Linked DNA regions of Hordeum vulgare: region 1 is linked to region 2. A link is a contact called in public Hi-C data. All regions are on one chromosome and are shown on one strand. Each heading gives the region's core, a stretch centred on a gene start, on an enhancer-like site or on the middle of the called end of the contact. The rest is flanking DNA. Distances are from core to core; before and after follow the strand shown. Region 1 holds the start of LOC123412133 (amino acid permease 3-like). Region 2 holds the start of LOC123412894 (amino acid permease 1-like).

Region 1 (7,158 bases), core at 2,981-5,480, 470 kb after region 2:
GATGATTCCATGAACATATGAACCAAGTTTGGAAAACTTATTTGTAAATGTCAAAAAAAAATTCAAAAAAAAAGTCGCATGCATACAATCTTCACATTATACGAGTGCACGCAGAAAGTTTCAAGAAAAAAATATCTTCTTTTTGGTATGTGCAAAAAAAACAAAAAATATGTCATGTAACGTTATTTAGAAGCACTAGAATTTGTGAATTTTCGAGGCAAAACAAAATTAGACTTTGGTCACGAAAATTTGTGTGCCGCACCCATATTGTGAAGATAATGTGTGGAATTTTCATTTTTCTCTTGAAACTTTAGAACATGTTTCAAATGCATTCTTAAAAAGTGGGTTCATATGCCCATACGTGCAGGTCGTGCCCTCTCGTTTATGCAAGCTAGCATAGAGTGCAAAACATTCTTATATTGTGAAACAATGGGAGTAGTAATTTACGTGCTCAACATTTTCTGGAAGTTTCTCGAATAAAAGTGTTTTGTGATGAATACTTCTCGAAACCTAGAGGTGGACACACTCTTGCAGGATATCACAAACACTCGAACGCACCAACATTTAAAAATATAAAGAAGTAGTAGATGCTATTTAAATTATGCAGCCCTCGGGGTAGCCTGGCCTTGGGTCATTGGCCCTGTCCCCGACAAAAAGATTATTTACTTGTGTCTGAATAAAACAAAGAAATCTATACGTCGGAAAACCCACCGAGGTGATTTTACAAAAAAAGTCCTTACTGTTTATGACATTAAACTCGTAGTATATATTAAATATTTTTTTAAATACTCATATCTTTTAAACCGTAACTCCTACATGGAATTTGATTAGAAAAATATGTAGAATTTAAATATGATATTATTTTATCTGTTAAACGTTTAATAAAAATACTATCTAGGGTGCAATCTTAATAAATAAGTCATTATTCGTCTTTCTTTCATACCGGTACTCATCCGGGTTGGGAATGAACACGTCAACAAATCAGGATTAGAGATGAAACTGAAGGTCACTTGACTGATTCTTTGTACGTATTAAATCTACATGCAAGCCATGTTAAAATAGAAGACCTGTGAAATTTTGAACTGCATTTTTGTAAGATAAGACCATCTTTATTTGTATCATAACTATAAATTCTCAAATTATAGACATTTTTTATAAATTAAGAGCGTGCGCCTTGTGGTATTTCTTTCTCCCGTTGCAACGCATGGGCCCTTTTGCTAGTATAAATAAAGAGTCCAGTGAGTAACAAGATATGATACTATATTATTCCCTCCGTTTTAAAATAAGTATCTCATACTTAATACAATTTTGTATTAAAGTTAGTACAAAATTGAAACACTTATTTTAAAAAGGAGGAAGTATTTTGTATTTTCTCTGTTCTAAAATAAGTGTTATTGATCTAGTGCAAAATTTATATTAATTTAATACTAAATTTGCGTCACTTATGTTAGAACGAAGGAACTATTATATTAATGCATTAAGTTAAGGGATTTCCTTAAGTTAATAAAAAAAATCTAGCATGATCCTTGATTTAGTCTCAAGAAATAAACTAATAAAACCTTAATTAGAACTAGCCTTGAAAAGAGCCCTTAAATGTAAGAGAGTGATTTTTTTATTTGCAACAGAATTGTAAGTTTAAAGTTCAACTCAATTGAACAAGATTTGCTCACAATCACGAGATCTTAAAAGGAGGTAACATGAGTATATCTTTAACCCATGTGTGTCTACATTTCAAAAGGTCTAGCTCCTCAAGATTATCTTGTTAATGTCAAAAGAAAATCCTGACCTTGCCAATAATAATAGAAATGCTTAGGCCCCCTTTGCTTCGCAAGATTCCATGCAAGCAGTAAATATGTAACGGGGGAGGCCGTGGGCCTTCGTTGATTGTGCTACTAGCTATTTGTCTTTTTTTTTCATTGTTCAGCTGCAACGAGGTTGGGCTCACAGCAAATGTCAACACAAGGCCTCATGGATGTCCCTTGACGACGGGCCGAATGATGTGCGTTTGCTTCCCGCCGGCCAACTCCAGTCTCCAGGATATGGAATTGAGACCTTTGTTTCTTCTCATGGCAGGGGGAGAGGATATTGACTTGGGAGTAGCTTTAGCTAGGACAAAGATGATATTATATTATATACTCCGTATATCGAGTCATGGTTTGGTTGCTGTGGCGCGTAGAGGCGCGCGCCGGAAGGTCAGAGACGGCTGCTCATCGATCGCATCGGTGAGCTCATCCGCGCAGACTCCGCGGGCCTCTCGACGACCATACCGTATCTCAGACGAGCTTCTCGAGTCAGACGACAGAAGCAAGCCCATCTTTTTCCCGCTCCTCCTAGTCCTACCCCATGCTTGCCCATAGGAGTAGTATCTGCCCCGTTGAAAATAATCGAAAGGATGTCCGCGCCTCCATGCTCACGACCGGCTTCCAAACGTCATGGGTCAGATTTTGCGTCAAAGTTCATATCGCCTCCATTAACGGTGCTTATCGTGTGTCGTGCAGGTAGTGATATTGTTTCCATCCCCATAAAATTGTCCGATGGAAATGGAATTGGCTGAAAGGGAAACCTGGCCCAGTCGCGTGAGGGAGACAGATTCTGCCGGGTAAGAAACCACCAGCAAGAGTGCCATCCCCGACCCCGAAGAGGGGTTTTCAGACTGGAAATCTGATCGAGTTGGTGAGATTGACGGGTTAGCAGTCAACACACAGGATGAACAATCAGGAGTCAGTCATGACCTCATTCAGTCTGACCGTCTACACCGATGGCCTACCAGCATCTCTTGTCAAAAAGGCTAGCTAGGGCGGATAGTACTAATTTTTCTTCCAACACGTGCAGGCCAAGGAATCTGTAAAGTGGCGGTAACGCACGCGCATGCCACTGCCGGTCAGAGATGCGCGCCGGTAATTCCGTGTGGAGCATCCACGCTACCCAGACGCTGACAACGGCAATCAGCCGACGTTTCTTCACAGTAAACTGTTTTGTAGCTCACTCTGGTTATTTTATTTTTGACGCTAGCTAGTAGTATTACGGTGAAGCATTCTGCTGTTACGGCGACGGAATAGGAGCACAGCTGTTCACCGTGCATAGGAGCAGCGGTAGAATAGTCATCCACGCCACGGTGAACAGGTGTGCCGTTCTCCCTCCGGTCGAGTTTGACCCCGTGACCCCGTTGGACCGATATGCAGCGCCCATGCTTGAGAGTTGAGACCATGTGAGCGCTCGTCTCTGCTTGATGAGCTAATAATTGGTAGAATTCTTTCAAAAAAGAAAAGCTAATAATTGGTAGAAAAATATTGGTGTCGAGACAAATCTAGCTGGGACGTGCACGTCAGATGGCATGCTTGTTATTTTTCTTTCTTCTTCTTCCTCTCTGTCTGATCTCTGATGTGGTGTAGGAGTAGGTCGCAAGCGTACGGTTTTGGAACGAAACCAAAGAAGACCGAGGGAGGCGCGACAACCGTCCAACCCTTGCGAGCAGTAGTAGGACATGCCGGTGACCGTACGTAAACACGTTTGACCGGCCAAGTCCAGCACCCTCCCCATGCGAGCATGATAGTAGTTTAGTTTCTTCCGCCCACCGCGAAAACGAACAAGAAAACAGCTAAACTTTCCGGCATCTCTCCGCCTTCCTCCTTTCGCTGAACACAATCGCGTGCGCGCGGTCCCCCACAGCGGGAGGCAAATCCACACCCGAACTCCGTCGTGCCAACAGCGCGGCACATGCTTCCCAGCTCGGCAGCGGCGACACAACACGACCGTGGCGATATCGCAAGCACAGAAAGGCGGCCGCGGCCGGCCGGCGGCAGGGTTTTGGCGTAATGAAAAGCTAGCCGAGCTCAACCGGACACATGATAAGCGTGCGTGCCCTTGCGCAACTTTGCTGCGACGCGAGTTAAAGGAGGTGATTAGCTGAGCTGAGGATGCTGCTGCTTACCTGTTCGCCGCTGCTTGCCGTCGTCGTCGACGTCGACGTCGCCGCCCTGCCCCGGGGGAGAGGGGTAGTACGCCTCCCCGGCGGCGGCGCCTTTGCTGCCGTTCCGCGCCGCCATCTCCACGTCCTTGGTCATCTCTCCGTCAGCGTTCGTGGTCTCTCCCCTTCCTCTCTCCCCCTTCCTCGCTCCCTCGCCGGGTCTCTGTCTGCGAGGATGGTAGGTGCGGCTGTCCAGAACGAGTGAATGACAATCAGAGAGAAGAGCCGCTCGGTTCAGAGTGGCGTTTCTCCTCCCATCCTGTGCTGGAGTATATATATAGCGGAGGAGGCGAGGGGCACGGCCGTACACGCGCGTCTGCTATCCTAACAATTATTCCCCTTTATCCTTATTTGTTCACATCGTAGGACACTGGAAATGCACGTCCTACGTACGCCTTTCCACGGTCGTTTCGGGGTTCCAACAAAGCTGCCAACTTACGTGGGAGAGGTCAAATGTTGGTGCTTTAGATCGGCTTGGTATATTGGTAGTTTATTGTCTTAAAGGGGGGCATCTTTTTTCCTTCATCCCTTAATTAAGAAACGAGAAAGTTGTCCTCATACGAATAGATCCAACACAAAATCAGCCCCAAACATTTGGGTCACACCAATGAAACCCCGACAACTTGAGCGGATATAAGAACATCTACAAACGGGCATCTCAAAGACCCCAAAACCAATGATTGTCAAGAACCGGGGTGACGGGTAGCCCAAACAAATGATTTTGAGACACCTCGAGAACAAATCCATATCTCGAAACAACAAGATGCAAATTAACTTATCAATTTTCTACAGATGTGTTAGAATCTTCGAGATCATCAGGTGTACGCGCAACTTCTGAGTGATCTTCTGAGCCACTGTGAAAAGCAAAGATCTCATGTTTAAATTATGCACTTGAAATAAATTTTATGTTCAAGCTATATATTTTTGCTACCAACAAATGTTATTATGAGCGATACTCACATTTATGATGAACGTGCATGGATTTACATGGACTTGATAGTTCGAATTTGAGGTGTGTGACTGTCGGAAGCGACATATGAGTGGTTATCATGCCCCGTCCACAGGCCCGCTTGGGCGCTTTTGCGAAAGTATAAGGGGCCGATTTGCCAAGTCTGGTTGTGGATGCTCTAACGATACGTACAAGACACATATGAGCCCACATTTGTAGCCAATACAATTGTATCATGGAAGCACATCTGTCTCCCCTTATCGCTCTTGTCATCGCACTTGCTAGCTTCTTCTTTACGATACCCGATTGAGGATGAGCGCCATACTTCTTGCATTTGTCCCTTGAGCGTCTTTTTCAAGGTACATTCAATCATTTTATCGGTGTTAGCATTCAAGTTAGATATGTATTAGACAAGCTTGATGAGGACCATGTCCCCGAGGTTAGGAATCGATGCAACATCATCACTCTCTATAGACTCCAATGAATGTGTGGCATCAACGTCTAGATCAACGCCCTCCTCATCAGTGGCCACCTGACAAGGCTCCAAAGGAGGTGAAGCGGGCGCCCAAGCAACGTCTGAGGCACAAGTGAGTCCACCTTCTTGGTGTAGTTGTTGTCAACCACATGCATCAATATCTCAGACGCAACAATATCATCAACTATAGATACTACCTCAGGAGCCACCATTTTTTCAGATGGTAGAGGTGAATCATCTTTAGCACACGAGACGATAGGTGAGTCAACCTATGCTCTGACACGGGCGAAGCAGGGCTCAAACATAGCTCTCAAAGTTTAACTAGGACATCCTATACTCTCACCCCTAGCATTTCCTCTCCAATCCCACACTACTATCTCGCCTTGCACAATCTGTTGGGTAACGTAGCATAAATTCAAAATTTTCCTACGCCATATTCAGATCTTCCTATGGAGAGACCAGCAACGAGAGAGGGGAGAGTGCATCTTCATGCCTTTGAAGGTCTCTAAGCGGAAGCGTTGCTAGAACGCGGTTGATGAAGTCGTACTCGCGGCGACTCAGATTGCGGTGTGATTCCGATCTAGTGCCGAAACACGGCACCTCCGCGTTCAACACACGTGTAGCCCGGTGACGTCTCCCCCAGCTAGATCCAGCAAGGAGGAGGGAGAGGTTGGGGAAGATCTCCGGCAGCACGATGGCGTGGTGTCGACAGAGAGACGAGGTGTCCCGACAGGGCTTCGCCAAGCACCGTGGGAGAGGAGGAAGAAGAAGAGCAAGGCTGCGCCGAGAGAGATGGAAAAACTGTATCCTCAAAGGCCAAAACCCCCTGCTATATATAGGGGAAATGGAGGGTGGCGCCCCCTTTAGGGTTTCCCACCCTAAAGGGGGGCGGCAGCCCTAGATGGGAAAGGGGGGTGGCGGCCAGGAGGGGGAGAGGGGGGTGGCGCACCCCTGGTGGGCCTTAGGCCTACCAGACTTAGGGTTTTCCCCCCTTTCCCTCTCTAGGCGCCTTGGGCCCCTGGTGGGAGGCGCACCAGGCCACTCTGGGCTGGTTCCCTTCCACCTTTTGGCCCATGTCACCTTTTGGGGCTGGTGGCCCCTCCCGGTGGACCTCCGGAACCCTTTCCGGTGGTCCCGGTACGCTATCGGTGACGCCTGAAACATTTCCGGCGTCCAAACCCGTCCAACCTATATATCAATCTTTACCTCCGGACCACTCCGGAGCTCCTCGTGACGTCAGGGATCTCATGCGGGACTCCGAACAACCTTCGGTAACCTCGTATAACAATTTCCTATAACCCTAGCGTCATCAAACCTTAAGTGTGTAGACCCTACGGGTTTGGGAATCATGCAGACATGACCGAGACACTCTCCGGCCAATAACCATCGACGTTCCCCATCACAGCGGGATCTGGATACCCATGGTGGCTCCCACAGTTTCCACGATGATCTCATCGGATGAACCACTATATGAAGGATTCAATCAATCTCGTATACAATTCCCTTTGTCTCTCGGTATAGAACTTGCCCGAGATTCGATCGTCGGTATACCTATACCTTGTTCAATCTCGTTACCGGTAAGTCTCTTTCCTTGTTCTGTAGCACATCATCCTGTGACTAACTACTTAGTCACACCGAGCTCATTATGATGATGTTCTACCGAGTGGGCCCTGAGATACCTCTCCGTCACACGGAGTGAGAAATCCCGATCTTGATTCGTACCAACCCAACAGACACTTCCGGAGATACCCGTAGTGCACCTTTATA
Region 2 (7,715 bases), core at 84-2,583:
TGTGACTACCAAACTTCAAACTCCACGACTCGACAAACGCTGCGTTTATAATGCGTGCGCTCGTGCACCTACGTGGTATGCTCTGTACTTTTGGTGTTCCTAGAATTTGTGGATATGCATGATGAATCATTTGCCCACTTAAACTAGGACGAATGAATTGTTGTGTTCCCAGAATGCAAAGGTTCTATATATATCGTTCACGGATATAAAGCATGAAATCATTAACTCGCTCCGCAAAACAAATATAGAAACTAGTTAGACGCGCAAAAAAAGGAAACACGGATTTACTGTAACGTCTGCAAGGCAGCAAGGGCCAACCGATGGATTGCCAACCCAGCGCTATAATAACTCAAAGATTGGAAACTGGATACCAGATGAATCCGGCTGGAATCTGCATGCCGATCGAATAGCCATAAATGGGAACCCTGGTAGCTGTAGTAGTACTACTAGGTTTACAAAAACGGCCGCGGAGATTCCAGGGCGGTAATTAATGGTTTACAAAAACGGCCGCGTGCATACGCCCTCTGGCAAGCAGCCCGCGGTGGAAACTGGAAAGCAATCAATTTATTTTTGATAGCCCGCCGTGAGAGAGATGCAGGGAGCTTCGGCGGCAAGCATCGATCCAAACAACGTTGGCCTATGCGCCACGGGCGGCCGGCGATGGCACTACTAGGATCCATGCGCATGCAATTGTACGTATACGTCGGGAGTTAATTCCGTGGGAATTCGGGTAGGGCATTAATGGCGTATACGCCGTCTAGCTCTACGTGGCCTCTCTCGACGCGCTTGCTCTCCGTCCCCGGTTCACGAAGCGCGCGCGTGACGGCCTCGGTTTCCCCTTCCTTTCCTTTCCTTCATTCGTTCGATTTAGGAATGATGTAAGAAACCCAACCACCATCCGTCCGCCGGCCGGACGGCCGGAGAACGGATCGATCGATCTACGTACGGAGAGGCGAATTGCTGAGCAGGAATGGTGGATGGATGGATGGATGGGTCGTGCGTATATACCTGTCCTCCTCTCCCTGCCGTCGTCGTCGACGTCGCCCTCGCTGCGCGGGAGGTAGGCCTGGCGGCCGCCGTCGACTTCCATGGCTCCGCGCCTCTCCCTTGCCGCCGCCTCCCTCCGCGTCGATCTCCTCCTCGGCCTCGGTCCTGGCCTCTCTCTTTCTCTCTCTCTCTCTCTGTGTACAAGAGTGATCTGTATGTACGTTGTGCGTGTGTGGGTTATGCGGTGCGGGAGTGATAGAGAGAGATAATTGTTTGCGGTTCCCTCTCCCCCCTTGCAGCTTTGCTCCTCCGGTGGTGGAAGGAAGGAGAAGTGGTGGTGGTGTGGTCAGGAGAGGGAATAGGAGAGGCCAATGAATTGCCGTATATATAGGCGCGGAGCGGGGGCCGGCGAGCTAGCTCTCAACTGGGTGCCACCCCCGGCCCCGCCTCGCCTTGCTATACGTGGAAAGAAACGCCCGGTGTAAACGGTGACTCGCGCCGGACAGGATAAGTTGACGCCCATTTTTTCTCTTGTATGTCAAAACTTACAGTCCCATGCCCTGCGCTGCCTGCAATAATCTTATATCTTTCCTAAAAAACAATATATTAATGTTCCAAAGATATCAATTGCACCCAAACTCTATATATCGAGTGCCCGCTCGTTGGCCTCCCTGAAGTGGCTTCTGATCTTCCGCGGTAGACTGGCTTCTAGTTCTTCCGAGTGAAAGGCTTTCGTCGAGTGAAAGGAGAAAGTCTCCGAGTGGATGTTCTACCGAGTGACATGTAGATCAGGCCTATGACCCTATCCTAGGTACATATCCCATCACTAGCCCTCGAATGGGTCGGGCTTCGAGTCAGAAAGGGGTTGATGCAGATTCTGATAAAACACGCAAACTCCGAATGCACTTCAGGGCTTAGCAGAACTGTGCGTCGATTGAAGCCTTTGTCGTTCACCGTGATCGATTCTGTCTTGAAATGCACCCGAGTGAACTTGAACGTGAAAACTGGCCCGAGTGATCAACAAGGTCTCTTGACGCGACGGGTCGCTTCGTCAGGCCCGGATTTCACGGCATTCGAAAATTTGGCACGCGCGTGCCGTGCGGTGATGACGCAACGACCAGGAAAAGTGGGAGAACGATGCCTCGATTATCGCGCCGCCTAAATCGCCACGTATTGCGCTTCCTCTGTTACCGGGATAGACAGAGATCGGGCGGGCCCATAGGTCAGCGACTCACTCGGCTGCTATAAGACGGGACGACACTAGGGTTTGGAGTAGTGTTCCTCCTCAATCCCCTCTTTTTCTCCACCACCTCTGTCTCACGAGCGTCGCTTAGGTCCGTCTCCACCACCGCCGTTGAGGTGACGAAAGGGAAGACAGGGAAGCTCGAGCAGGCCAAGAAAGGAGCTAATCCCAAGAAGCCATCGGGCGCCCGATCTGCGGCGCCGCCGGGGTGGATCCAGGGGGATTTTCTCCCGTTGACCGTCAAGGAGGTGGACATCCTGAATCTTGTGAACGACGGGATGATAGTCGGTTCATGGAGGTTACCGGGGGGAGAAGTCGAGCCAGAGCCGCGCGAAGGTGAGAGAGTTCTCCTCCTCACCCACGTTGAGCGAGGTTTTTCTTTGCCTCCTCACACATTCATCTGTGGATTCTTAAACTTCTTCGGTGCTGAACTCCACAACTTTCCTCCAAATACTATTGCATACCTTTTCACATTCATAATGTTGTGCGAATGCTATTTGGTTTGTTCCTTGCATTAGGGACTTTTCAAACATATCTTCTCCATACGTTCTCAGTCGGTAAAGAAAGCTAATCCTAGTGATAGTAGAACCCATGTCATCCAACTGTGTGGTGGCCTGGAGCTCCAGAAGAGGAGTAAGAGTGCATTTCCGCAAATGATTCTTCCCGAATCTGTCCGAGGCTAGCAGTCAACTTGGTTTTATTGCAAAGACATTGCGGCTCCAAATATGTCGACTGGCCTTCCCCCATTTACTTTGGAGTGACCTACTGCTCCCAGTACGCTAACTGTGTCACAGGAGGAGAAGATCCATGTAGGAATTCTGATTAATGCTTTAGTCAATATGATCTGTGACGGGCGGACTGTGATGGACCTACTTGAGACATTTCTCAGTCGGCGAATGCAGCCTCTCCAAGCAAGAGACCACGCCATGTGGCATTATTCGGGCCCCAAGGACTCCACTCGGTCACAGCCAGAGGAGGTATCTGAAGAGACCATGGCACAGTGGCTCAGAAGCATCACTGGAGCCTGTGACAACCCTTTGGGAGCCAAACGGGTCTTGCCCTTCTCTACTGAGAATCATGCCTCCGAACGTGGTGAGTTATGTCCTTGCCGAATATTTTCATACCTTCGTCGAGTGATTGATCCTCCACTCGTCTGACTTTGCTTCTTGTATCTTGTAGGAGTTGACAAATATGTATTCGCCCGTGCTGAAAGGAGGGCAACTTGACATCGGTGAAGAGAGTGCAGGCGACAGCGTGGACAGTGATGATGCTGAGGACAACGAAGACAGTGAAGGCGGCTCGGAGGAGAGCGAAGAAGAGATTCAGTCTTGCCCTTGTAATGATTCTCGATCCAGGCAACGCCAAGACCTGGCGGCTGTCCCAAGCAAGACCATGGCATCAAGCACCAGGAACACGAAGCGTGACCGGGCCGCAACAACCGAGTCGACAGAGAAGGCTACGAAACAACCCAAACCCGACGCTCCCAAACCTCGGAAAGCTTTGCCCCGAATGAGGATAATTGTGCGAGTTGCTTTAGCGTGAGTGTTTATTTCCTTTCTTTCGTTGTTGTGGAATTTAATATCTTTGATGAACGAGTGGAATTTTCTTGTCAGAGCTGCTACCTCGGTGACGTCACCTCCGGGAGATGAAGAGGATCACATGGATGTGGATATTGCAGATGTGGCCACCTCCCAACGAGGTATAACAAATCTTACACTCTGTTCTGTTTTCTGGATATAATTCGTCGATTGGATAAACCACCATTGTCGATTGACAACTGCAAACGTCATCCACTTTGAAGATGATGATGAACTGTAGTGGTCGACCACCGAATTGCCTTCAGAACTTGGCGACTCATCCCGAGCCAAAACTGGGCTTGAGATTCCGTTGTCGAATACCCTCAGATGATGGTTAACTCAAATCATGAATAGTTTATTAAGGAGGTGAGATATAATACTCAAAAAACAGACATGAGTGGTCCTGAAAAACTTAGGAACAACTTGCTTGAACCTGCTGAAGATGCATCTATGTCAGTTCATCTAGAATACTTTTCTAAGCAATTGGGAAAATTTGAAATGGTGAAATGTCATCGTTCCCCAAGCATTACTCTGTTTACTTAATGCTCTAGAGGCATGCTGGACATCGGTCGATGGATGGAGTAATAGTAGTAGGTGCAGGTAGGAGTCGGTCTATTTGCTTATGGACGTGATGCCTATATACACATGATCATTGCTGTGAAAATCACATAACTATCTGATGTTCTATCATTTGTGCAAAGTAATTTCTTTATCCACCATATGTTGCTGTCATGAGAGATGCCACTAGAAAACACTATGTCCCTCGGGTCTATTCACTTATATATTCAAAAAACTTATAATTTACCCATTGTTATTATTTGTTATTTTATTTTATTTTGTAAGTCACAACTATCTACAATTATCTACACACCTTATCCGCTTGCAAATAACGAGACCAAGGGGATTGAGAGCCCTCTTTCCCGCGTTGGGTCAAGTTGTTTGTCCTTTTGTGTGCAGTCATTGAAGACGATTGAGGATTGACATTCCTATTGGTTTGATAAACCTTGGTTTCTTAATCGAGGGAAATACTTCCCTGCATTGTGCCGCGATAACCCATTCCTCTTCATGAAAAACCCAACGCAGATCACAAGTATCAAAGTACTGGTCGAAGAGGTAGTATAGATCGAGTTGGATCTGCTCATCGCCGGAGTTGTCCTCACCATCGCTGACCTCCTTCTCCACCTTTGGTGGCAGTCCGGTTATTTCACGGACCACCAGATTCTGCTCTTGGGTGAGGGTTGTTCCTTCGCTGCCGTTTTCTCAAAATGCAGGTGCAGATGGCTTCCTCCTTTGTGACCGTCCGAGACGCCACATCAATCACCTCCACCGCCACCATTTCCTTCGCGATGCGAGCCTCGACGACCATGATCCTCTCATTGCCATGACGGGGCAATTCGTTTCGGTAGGACTCATAGTCCACCTAACCGGTGATAGGGAAGGAGAGATTTTTTGGCCGCGGGGACCGCGATGATCAAGTCCTGAAGGACCGGAGCGCCCATTGAGCTGGCGCGACGGAGTCGCGACTGACATATCCTACTGTTGGCCCAACGCTATCTTCACGGCAGCGGTGGCGTGCAATGCGGACCGCCATTGCCTCATCCAACCCGCAGGGGGTGACAGCCTAGTCGACGGATCCGGACTGGTCGGAGTCAGATCCGCTACCCTCTTTGTGGGAGAAGGCCAAAGATCGAGAAGGTGAGCTTAGATGCCGGATGTGAGTGGAGTGAAGTGTCTAGGGTTTTGTACGGCGAACGGATGGGGACGAATATATGTAGGTTCGATGCGGGCCAGCGCGAGCCATACCGACGTGGCTGTCGTGCCCGGGCACGCCCACGCGCCCCCATATCCGCCCTATATTTTGGCTCGATATGAGGGGTGTCCGTCAGCCCGGGTGTTTGAGGCCCGTTGAGGCGTTCGGTTAGGTCAAAAATTCGTGACTGGTGAGTGATCGAGCGGACTGTCCGGGCGTTCGAAATGGATATAAATGATCCGCGCGTAGATGCTTTTACATTGAGAAATGCATTGCAGCTTTCGGGTGCCACACAACCTTATATGAAAGTAACATTAAATAATGTTAGGAAATTTTAAAAAATTCTGAAATTTTGGGATATGAAACATGAGTGCCTATATTGTAGACCCATATTCATTTTTGTGAGGAGCGGGTGTCTGTGGTATCCGCGGCATATATACTGTCATTATCACGGGCACCGATTCCTCACAAAACTGAACACGTGTCTGAAACTTTCACGGGCACCCAAGTTTTGTATCCCAAAATTTTAGGGTTTTTAATTTTTAAGTGCTATTATGATATAGGGGTGTGTGGCATCCAAAACCCACAAATCCTCATCTTACGTTACACTACTAGTTTAATGCCCGTACTTTGTCACGGGATAAGAAAACCCTAGGTCAAATAATTGTCTCAGTTTAGAAATGTGTTGAACATGATGGCATGCTCATGCTCCCCCTAGTCAATTGTCGTTTCATCGTAACCATCGTCTCCTTGCAAGATGACAAAGTAATATGTAATCTTCTCTTTGTTATCGTTCCTTATCTTCATTTTCGATATTGTATTTCTATGAATATATAATATTGATCAATTCAAAATATTTTTTTGATTTGTATACCTGATTTGCGAACTACGAAGGATGTACGCACTGCAAAAAATATTTGCCCCACCTTGAACTCAAAAGAATGTGTCGCTTATTTTTATTCAAGGACAACATAAGAGGCTCAAAATTTATTCTATAAACAGTTTTGTAAGAGAGTCATGTACAAAATTTGGAAGATAATGGTATCTCATGGGCATATCATTCAAAGATATTTTTCATACGCCTTAACATAAGCAAATAGATAAATTCAATAAAAACAGCAGAAGACAGATAGAAACTGAAAGCACAAACAAAACCATCGATTCATAGAAACCTAGGGCAGAACCATACTATCATGTCACTCGTCATGCACAACGAGAGTGCCCAAAATGTTTGATTGGACAGCAACCACAAAAATATTATAGCTCCATCACTCCAACTTAGTCCCTCGCACTTCTTCAGATTTGTAGTTTTTTTCTTTCCTGCATCATGTCTTCATTTCTTCCACAACATCTTCATTTTCACTATCAGATACAACAACTTCAAAAATACAGAGCATTCCTCGGCCATACTTCCCATCCTCTCTTATCTTTGTCACTCTACAAGCCTACCCATAAATGAAGAAAGGTAAACATGTAACAAATCCGCTCAACAGAGGTTAAATCATCTTATTCTCAAAGCATCCTGTGTTACAAGTTTCCCATATCACTCGACAAATTGCTTATCATTTTACTCGGCACAGTCATTTCCTCTAACAATATTAGAATCAAAACATCACTACTTTGACAATATTAGAGAGGAAACATCATTTACAAGTTTGATATTACTACACGTTATTTGCCTTGTTATCTCCCGGGTAAAAGAGTCTGTTGCAAAATTACAACAAATAACTCGAGATTGTAAAAGGCAGAAGTTACCTTGTAATCATTTATTTTCTTGAAAGAAATTTTGGCACTATATATGGTGGTACCAACTGGTTATTTTGGTTCTGGAATGCAACAAAGCATATTGAAAACCATGACTCCCTACTTTTTATTAGTAAACTGTTATCACTTTTGAGTAACCAAAGTTGCAAATATTTACTTGAGGTGTTGGAATGACATCCAAGAGGGTAATTTGCAGTTTAAGATCACGTTGACATACTTCCTTCATTTGCAGCATCGGTTCATGGGTAATTGAGTTTTGCATTTGTTTGCTTTGACAATTTTGAATATGCAATAAGTAGCATGGAATGGCGTGAAAGTAGTTGCTGAAATAAGTACCTATTGGAAATATGCCCTAGAGGCAATAATAAATTGGTTATTATTATATTTCCTTGTT

What was found. A called contact is a pair of places that touch in the nucleus more often than the background predicts.
Region 1: a Hi-C map of leaf shows a contact between it and region 2, with 5 times the contacts expected there. The contact joins the promoter of LOC123412133 here to the promoter of LOC123412894 in region 2. A contact is called at or near these places in 3 of 6 Hi-C or Micro-C datasets (leaf and seedling).

What each region holds. Positions count from the first base shown.
Region 1 is chr7H:517,418,121-517,425,278 of MorexV3_pseudomolecules_assembly, forward strand. It overlaps LOC123412133 (amino acid permease 3-like), which reads right to left and starts at 4,231. Exons shown (of 5, transcript XM_045105085.1): 1 at 3,932-4,231. The coding sequence starts at 4,064.
Region 2 is chr7H:516,955,240-516,962,954 of MorexV3_pseudomolecules_assembly, forward strand. It overlaps LOC123412894 (amino acid permease 1-like), which reads right to left and starts at 1,334. Exons shown (of 5, transcript XM_045105853.1): 1 at 1,009-1,334. The coding sequence starts at 1,090.